Linked DNA regions of Hordeum vulgare: region 2 is linked to region 1. A link is a contact called in public Hi-C data. All regions are on one chromosome and are shown on one strand. The core of a region is the stretch at or near the end of the contact, and the rest is flanking DNA. Distances in the headings are between cores, read along the strand shown. Region 1 has its middle 5.7 kb from the start of LOC123440346. Region 2 holds the start of LOC123440347.

Region 1 (4,588 bases), core at 2,060-4,559:
AGCATAGAAAATCTTCATGTATTGTACATTAATCTTGTACTTCTCAAATAGCTTCCCATGGAGTGTTGTTGGACCAATTGTTGGTGTTTCCCTCACCCAATCCAAGATTGCATCTACCACCCACCTAGTCTTTGCAAGCTTAGATTTGTCCTTTCCCCCTCCCCCTCCAGGTGGGCAAGTGTGCCCGTGTGGGTTGCTTTTTATCTGAAACAAAATGAAAAATGATGTCAAATACAATTAAGAAACAATACAATTAATATTCAGTTGTAATACCTGAATCAATTTGCTCTTTCGCATAGTGGATGCATGCAACCTCCACCTACACCTATCATAAGGGCAATGAATAGTGAAACTTCCTGGCTCACTCCTATCAACCTCATAAGAGTTTTCAGTGACAATGCAATATGTAGTCACTGCATTACGACAGTCCACCATCGATTCGAATACGGTTCCTGGAGTAAGGTCAGGATTTTCCCTGTCCCACTCAATTGTTGGCACGTCCTCACCATCATATTCTTGTAAAACTAAGGAGTCGATGTTCTCCTCCCTCTCTTCATCGTCAGTGTCATCAAATCTAGCACGGCTGCAAGGCTCCTCTGCATATTCATCTTCCACTGCATATTGACTGACTCTATCTACCAGTTCAGGGAATAGAATCTCATCCTCATCATCATGTCGAGGCACTTCCTCGTCAGGCTCTGCATCTACTTCTACATCAGGTGCAGAAGGGAGAGGAGAAGTGGCAGAATTAGCGGCAGCCGACATGTTGTGGCTTTCAGAACCACTAGGTTTACTTGGTCTCGACCTACAAGGAGTGCGAGGACGCTCGCTATTAGCAGAGACAGATGATGTCTGAACACCCTTCGGGATACGTTGTTTGCGTGCGTGAAGCACACCGATATGGATTTTACCGAAACGGCTGTCAGCATTCAAACTAAATAGCAATCCCAGATGCTCATTACAAGTTAATGGGAGAAATCTCTGCTCGGTACTGTCAAAATATCTCAGTTCAACAGCATCGGCAGGGCTCCACGGATACTCACAACAGAGTGCCTCGCGGAAATCTCTGAACGAAACGGTGGTTTCTACCACTTTAGGATAGAAAAATCCAGAAATCGCATACGGTTTAGTTCCACGCAACTCGCTAGTTTCCATTCTAACCTCCAGCCGAAAAGCAAGTGCAGGATCAACCCTATTCATTTGAAATAAGATAAAGGGCGCAGTTAGGCCTAAAATTTTTAGATAAATTGCGCTGATTCACGCAAACGGTGGTCAAATACAGCCTAATTTACGGATCTCCTAATCAATTTGAGAGGAAAACGATGCTTACCCAGGTGGAATCCATGAATTATCAGCCTCTGATTCGACCCAATCATCTCCACGGTCGATGGGCCGGACGGGGTGCCCCCCCCCTCGACATCGCTTCCTAATCCTAGATGGGGAGAGAGGGTGGATGCGGCGGAGGCGACACGACTGCGGCGGAGGCGACACGACGGCAGCGGAGGGGGCGGCGCGGAAGCGACTGGATCTAATTCAGGTGAGTGTCAGTTTCGCGGCCCCACTGGTTACCACGTAGCGGTCAAAATGTGTACTCCGCCCTATGCGGCCCCACTAGTGAGAGTTAACGGTCAAGCCATTGACCCGACAGCAACGTCGGTTGTGACCAGTTCTAAGGGTTTCGGGCAAGGGAGTGGGGAAAAGTGAGCTAAAGTTAAGAGCGTGGGGATGAATGAGTAGAACTAACGAACGAGGGGCACAGAAAAAAAATCCCAAGAATTAATGGTCAGGATACTCGGTGCATAATATTATGGCATATATTGGGAGACTCTCATAAGAAAACTTCCACGACATAAATAATGCGTGTGTCTATCAATAAAACACAGATGCTATTCTTTTCCTTTTTCAACATTCAACCAAAAGAACAAAAGAAGCATAGTAATAGACGGAATATTGCTTTTGGCTCCCGAGCTCACTGGAGGCCTTTAAATTCAAACTTCAAATTCAGTGAAAATTTGTATTTTAATGTTTCAAAAAATTCTGAAAAAAAATACATAGATAGATGAAGGTATAATACACAAGTGTGTAAATTTTCAGAACAAAATATGTTGAAATGAGGACTGTGCAAAAAAGACAAATCTGAGGCTGTTTAACACATGTTACTATTCATCATTTCAGACCATGAATTTGTCTTTTCTGTACAGATCACGTTTTAAAGTATTTTGACCTGAAATTTTACACACATGTCGGTTACATACTTACATACATACATATTTTTTTCAGAATTTTTTAAACTATAAAAATTTGAATTTGATTTTTTTAAAAATAAAGGCCTCCATGAAACAAAACGTCATTCTCAGTAATAGAGATCCTATGAGATCTTGTCCAAACGTGGAGGCACCTCACCCTTGGTATCGACCTACGTAGCATCTATGCTTATATCCAAAGCACACTAAGCTAAAATAGGAGAGGAGGGAGGAAAGGTAGACGAAGAAAAAGAGCGTCCCTCACCTCGCGCCTAGGGGCGGCTCGTGCGGAAACCCCTCCACCACCGTTGGCCCCCCTCCACCCTCCTCATCCCCTCACCGCCATCGGCGCATGCCTCCAGACAAAGCCCGCCGGCGGCCGACGACGGTGGGACTTGGTCCTCGTGCACTCGCGGCGGGGAGGAGCGTCCTCCCCAGTGGTTTGGCTACTCTGGATCTGGGAGGCTCGGTGGCGGCTGGTCACGGACAATGCTCCAGCGGGCTGTTGCGAGGTCTCGTGGTCCTCTGGTGCAGCGTAGGGGTGGCAGAAGTGCAGGGCGCGGTGCGGGGCACGAACGATGGTGTTGCGGGCCAAATCTGTACCGAGTCTGGTGCTTCTGCTGCGGGGCTGGCATGGAGCTCGACCAGTGCATCGGTGGCCGGTTCCGCCGTGTGAAGGTGTGGATCCGGTGCTGGGGAGGACGCGGCAGCTCACGGTGGCCGCATCGGGCAGCTAGGTGGGGCCGCGCAAGGTGGCACATGCTGGGCGGCGGTCGCGGTCAGGGATGTGGACGGAGCGGTGACAACGGCCAGGGGCGGCAGTGCTGCTCCGTGTGCCGTGGATCAGGAGCATGGGCGGGCTGAGGATCGCAAGGACAGAAGCCGGGGCGTGCAAGGGGACGAGCAGGGCGGCGCTGCGTTGGTGGCCGCGTGTTTGTCGAGGCACGGGCGAGTTCGGCGAATCTGGTGAGGCGTGATCTACGCATGGGGTCCTGCAGTGGCAGATGCAGGCGCACAAGGGGCCGGGCGACACGGATTTGCTGCTCGGAGGTCGCGATGTGTGAGGACCCGTGAAGGTGGTCACATCCTTCCGGATTTGACCTTGGTGGCTTGTTGGAGGCTTGCTGATGCATGATGTGCGGGGCTTGAGAGGTTGAGTCGGGCGAAAACTTGTCTCCGGCGTGTCCGAAGCCGACGATGGCTACGCTTTCAAGCGTCAGTTCCTTCTCGCTGGCATCGTCGAGGTACTCTCAGCTCTAATCTTCGCAGCTTCGGGAAAAACCCTAGATCCATGGGATCAGACGATGACGATGCTCCAACGTATCCTCTCTTGAGGGCTTTGTCATTGGAGCTAGGCATCATCAAGCGGGACCGATGAAAGTTGGTGGTATTGACGTCGAGGCTTCTATGACAACAATGGTGTGTGTGTGTGATGTCGGAGGCGTGACAATGGTTGCAGTAGTCGGTTTTCTCCGGCATGTTAGTGGGATTACCTCGGGTTGTTTTGTTGCGGTGAAGTCGGAGGTGTGGCGGCGAGGCCGCTGTGCCGACGATGACAGTGAGCAGGTGATATGTTCAGTGGTCTTCCACGATGCCAGTCTTGCATAGTTCTCCTTCAGAGCTATCTTTCAGAGTCGGAGTTGTGCTCTCCTTGACGCGGGTGGCTGAGTTTGGCACGGGGATTCTTGTGTTTCACACTGCCTCTACGCTCTGGGTTGGGTCGACATCTGTCTTCAGAGAAGTTGAAGTCGCTTGCTCAGTAATTAGGGATGGCGATGACGCGTGCTGGGGAGAAGTGATGACGATGACATCGGTGTGTTATGTTGACGAGACCTTCTATATTAATGTGTACTATCATGTGTGTGTCGCTCAACGGTTTGTGACGGTTTTCGTTCGGTTTTTCATTTATTAATCAGACAACTCTCTTCTGTTTTATTAATGAGATAAGGCAAGACTTTTGCCTCCGGAAAAAATAGGAGGGGAAGACATGAGAAAATATAAGCACATCTGCACAGCAAAAGGAAACTATATGTCAGGATATACACGCACAAAGATGGTATGGCAGAAGAATAACCTAAAAACCTAAAGGGCTGCGACATATTGTGTATATGGCAGAAGAACAACTGAAAATCCTGATGGCATGGTATAAAAAACATGATGAAACAAAACTCAATTTGCTAAACCAATACAGTATGTTATTAAGGAAAACAATCTGTAAACCAACTCACAACCATATCAATGTCAAACAGAAAGCAACACTGTTTCTTAAAAGCATATGATAGTATTTAGTATTTACAATATCTATGCCGAGATATACTCCCTCAATCCAAAAATACTTGTCAAAG
Region 2 (4,708 bases), core at 1,603-4,102, 150 kb before region 1:
AGCATAGCCAAGTAGTAGCAACATCAATCTATAACATAGTGGATACTAGGGATCAATCCCCGTCAAAAACTAACTCGATTACATAATAGATCTCATCCAACTCATCACCGTCCATCAAGCCTACGATGAGATTACTCACGAACGATGAAGAGCATCATGGAATTGTCGATGGAGGAAGGTTGATGATGACGATGGCGACGATTTCCCCTCTCCGGAGCCTGGAACAGACTCCAGATCTGCCCTCCAGATGAAGAACATGATGTGGCGGCGCCTCCGTATCGTAAAACGCGATGAAACCTTCTCTCTGTTTTTTTTCCGGGCGAGACGGAAGATATAGAGCTGAGTTTGGGGGCGATGGAGCCACGTGTGCCCCATAAGCCCTGACGGCGCTGCCAGGGGGGTGGCCGCGGCCTGTGGGCTTGTGGCCCACTGGTCCACCTCCTCCGGTGGATCTTTGCGCAGGTATTTTTCTTTTATTCCAGAAAAATTCTCCGTAAATTTTTAGGACATTCCGAGAACTTTTATTTCTGCACAAAAACAACACCATGGCAATTCTGCTGAAAACAGCGTCATTCCGGGTTAGTTCCATTTAAATCATGCAAGTTAGAGTCCAAAACAAGGGCAAAAGAGTTCGGAAAAGTAGATACGACGGAGACGTATCAAGGCTCCCCTGCCTTGGCTCTCAAGCTTTCCGATCTTCTTCCGTTACGGAAAAAATCTTTTCGGGGATTTTCTTACTTTTGGACTCCATTTCAAAATCTCTTCTGAAAGGGGTAAAAAACATGGAAAAACAGGAACTGGCACTTGGCACTGAGTTAATAAGTTAGTCCCAAAAAATATATAAAAGGCATGCAAAACATCCAAAGTTTGACAAGATAATAGCATGAAACCATCAAAAATTATAGATACGTTGGAGACGTATCACCGGGACGACACCCTTCTCAACTACAAGCTCATGTGCTCCGAGCCGGCCTTCCTAGAAACCTCATGATCAAGGCGGAGAAGCATGCCACCGCCAACTCTGCCATGTGCGTGAAAGTCGATGCAACCAGTAAGGACGTGTCGGCTCGTCCGGCCACCCAGAAGCCAGCCGACGACAGCGAGCCCTGGCAAAATAATGACCCCAACAGCAAGTGCAAGATGGACCAACTGGACCCGCGCTACTTCGTCTGGTTGGTGGCAACCACTAAAGAAGAGCAGCTGGCCGGCCAGGGCGCGGCCAAACGACAGCACACCGGCAAGTCCGCCTGGCTGCCAAAGCTCACCTTCGAGCAGATGCTCGACGTGTCATACAAGATGCACAGCGGCACGAAACCAACCACACACACCCTCCTCCAGTGCAGCTTCTCCCAGTGGTTGGCTCGGGGCGAGGGTCTTCCGTTTCCTCCCCCTCCGGGTCAGCGAGCTTTGGCTCCGACGCCTAGTCTGGTATTTCCGTGTCAATACAACAATAGTACATGCACAAAGGAGGAGGAGACTACAAAAAAATAGAAATATAAATACCAAGGCAACAATAATATCAACATGTTTATTTTGATGAGTGAAGCATACCGGAGGCCTGATGTACGGTGAAATAGCAACGGATGGATCTTTCTCATAATTGGCGCACATAAAAAAACTTCATGCCCATCCAATCTAAAAGATCCGTCACCTTCTTCACCTTGCAGAGATCACCACATCAACAACGCACAACTTTCAGCCCGAGAAGCATACTCGTACTCTTCATTTTCCTAGGCCTAATGCTTTGATCCTAGCAAGGCAAACTCATAATGACTAGAGCGTTTGTGTTTTCAAGTGTGGCTGGACATTGAAGGAAGAGAGTTCCAATGCCTCATTTTATAGACTGAGATGACAAGTGCAATGGCGGGAAAACGAGGCTGGAAAGAAATGGCGCGAAAGCGGAAATGTCGGAAAAATTATAAAGGGGCAATTTTGATATCGTGGACATCAAATTTTTTTCATTACGGGAAAAAAATCATGCATTTATTGGCTTTGCCAACACCAACTAGTATCAGTTGATCACGAGTAGGTCAATTAGTACTAATTGGTCACAACTTTACCGATTAGTACTAATTGGTCACGGCTAAGCCGATTAGTACTTATCAACCTAGACAAGGTCGATGAGTACCTAAGTGAAAGGCCGACAAGCCTGTCGGCCTCGCCGTAGCCGATAGGAGCTAATTGGCCTTGGCTAAGCCGACACAATCGCATTTTTGAAAGTTTTTGATCCAACATATTATTTTTCAAACTAATGAAAAAAGCAACGTTTAAAAGAAAATAGCCGAGCACCGGCTATATATATGTGCAGCTCTAGTTAAAAAAATTGTATGCACTAATTAATGTCTTGAAAAGAAACATCCACTTGTTTGGTCCGCCCAAATATTTCTCTCTAGCTCTGCCACTCTAGCCTATATACATATAGATAGATATGTTGGTATGAGTTTCACGGATATTTTACATGTTTTCTATACGCACATATCAGATTAAGACAAAAAATTAGAGCACACTTATACATATGCAACATCCGTCGAAAATTCCTAAAACATGAGTGAACTGATTTTCTTTTTTACTTAAACCAGGATAGTTATACTGCACTAGGGGTAAAATGGTTTTTCTGCCTCATACTTGACAACTTAATGCCTAAAATAGACAAAAGTATAGTATAAGAAACAAAAATTACTTAAGATGCCGAATTGGAAATATTTTTTATTTAAGCCAAATAAGAAATCAAATTTTAAGAAAAGGTTAAATAAGGAATTCTCTAAAAAATATGGTACTACGTATGCATAGAACACACGCGCCCGTGCCGTGCGCCCCCGGCATCACGGCCTCGGCTTGTTCCTTTTTGTTGCTGCGGCCCCCTTGTCTTGAGCGCCCACCTGTACCTGCCGCCCCCGTCCCCATTTACAATTCAACATTTGTTCCTACTCGCCAGACCTCACCCTCACCCAACTCGCTCGGTCCCCATCTCTCCCGAGCATCTCGTATCGTATCCATAGACTGCACCACACCTCTCACCTCAGAGCGGCTCGCTCCCGGCAAGCTAGCGAGCCACACACACAGGCACAGCGTCAGCGGAGCAGAGCAGCTCTGCAGTTCGTTTGGTGGCGCGCCTTTACTGCCGCCCAAGCCCAACCCCATGGCGGTTTAATTGCCTCTGCCCGCCTGCCCCGCTCGCTATCTCTCGCTCGGAATCGGGTGCTCCCGCTGCGGCGCCCCAGCCTGCGCCTGCCATAAGTAATGCGCGCTCCGCGGTGACTCACCGACGACGCGCGCATTCACGCCCCAGCTACCTCCGCGTCCGCGTGCAGCTCGACATGGGCGAGAGGAGGAGGCGTGCGAGCGCCGTCGCCGGCGGGGACGGCCAACGTGGGGAGGAGAAGGCCGCGGCCCCGGCGCCGGCGCCCACGGTGTGGTTCGCGCTCAAGAAGTCGCTGCAGTGCCGGTCCCAGTCGTCGGAGGTGCACGTGCCCAAGCCCAAGCCCAGCTCCAGCTCCAGCTCCAGCGCCAGCGTCGGCAATGGCGGGCACCTGTCATCCATCGTGACCAAGCGCGCGGCGCGGTCCGGGTGCTCGCGCTCCATAGCCAACCTGCGGGACGTCATCCACGGGAGCAAGCGCCACCCGGGCCAGCCGCCCAGCTGCAGCCCGCGCTCCATCGGCAGCAGCGAGTTCCTCAACCCCATCGCCCACGAGGTGGTGCTCAGCACCAACTCCCGCTGCGAGCTCAAGATCACCGGCTTCGGCGGCTGCGGCGGCCTCGGGGCGTCGGGGGGAGGAGCGCCCGCGCACGACGCGGACGGCGGCGACGGCGGTGGCGTCGTGTCTTCGTTCGTGGGCACGCTCCGCCCCGGCACGCCGGGGCCCGGCTGGAGCCACGGGCTGCAGTACAGCGGCTCGTGCCGTGCGGGCAGCATGCGGTGCACGCCGCCGAGGTCGCCGAACCCGCTGCTGGACAGGGACGGCGCCACCGCGCCCACAACCCACCGGGCATCCTGCGAGGTCGACGCGCCCAAGACCGGCGACAAGGGCTCCGGCGGCCTCAGCTGCCACAGGTGCCCCGAGCAGTTCAGCAAATGGGAGGCGCTGGAGGCGCACCACCTATCCAAACATGCAGGTGAGGATGACATCTGCACTGCATTGCTTTTGTTGGTGGTACGCTACTACTAGTTCATATCGGTTGGTAGATCTTCACGGAGTACTGGGAATGTTACTCCTATCCTTTTCGCACTTCAGTAATCGGTTAAAAACATACACACTAGTACTGCTTTTTGCAATCAATATACACTTGTGGACTCAGGATAGTGCCACTTCTCTAGCTCAAAAGTTACTATTACATGGCTTCAGCTGGCATAGGTTGCAGTTCTCACGTTCACAGTTTCACCACTAGGTTTCTTCAGATACTGTCTGTTTTTCGCTCCTTATTACGCGAATCCATGCTTTGGATTTCGACTTTCACGAAACACAATAACTGCGACCATGTGGGTTGGGATTCTACCAGATCTTTCATCCCCTGCTGTAGCCTACAATCACTCCCATGTTTTCTGCATCCATTATGATGTATGGCGCCCATGAAACATTAACAGTGCAGCACTAGATTGTGATGATCAATACTGGCTATAATGTTTGACGTCTAATGGGTTTTACTTTGATAATAATGGTGGGTGCCTGTCAGTGACGGAGCTGGTGGAAGGGGACTCGTCGCGGAA

The links. A called contact is a pair of places that touch in the nucleus more often than the background predicts.
Region 2: a Hi-C map of seedling shows a contact between it and region 1, with 2.5 times the contacts expected there. The contact joins the promoter of LOC123440347 here to the enhancer-like site in region 1. A contact is called at or near these places in 1 of 6 Hi-C or Micro-C datasets (seedling) and 1 of 1 datasets of contacts at active chromatin or transcription factors (embryo).

The regions. Positions count from the first base shown.
Region 1 is chr3H:513,091,497-513,096,084 of MorexV3_pseudomolecules_assembly, reverse strand. No RefSeq gene overlaps it. Among protein-coding and RNA genes, the nearest start is that of LOC123440346, 5.7 kb to the right of the region's middle. Within about 2 kb of position 3,309, at least 3 of the 3 cell types and tissues checked have open chromatin away from gene starts, as enhancers often do. A contact at or near this core is called in seedling, where this site is marked.
Region 2 is chr3H:513,241,222-513,245,929 of MorexV3_pseudomolecules_assembly, reverse strand. LOC123440347 reads left to right here and starts at 2,852. Exons shown (of 2, transcript XM_045116918.1): 1 at 2,852-4,116; 2 at 4,675-4,708. The coding sequence starts at 3,318.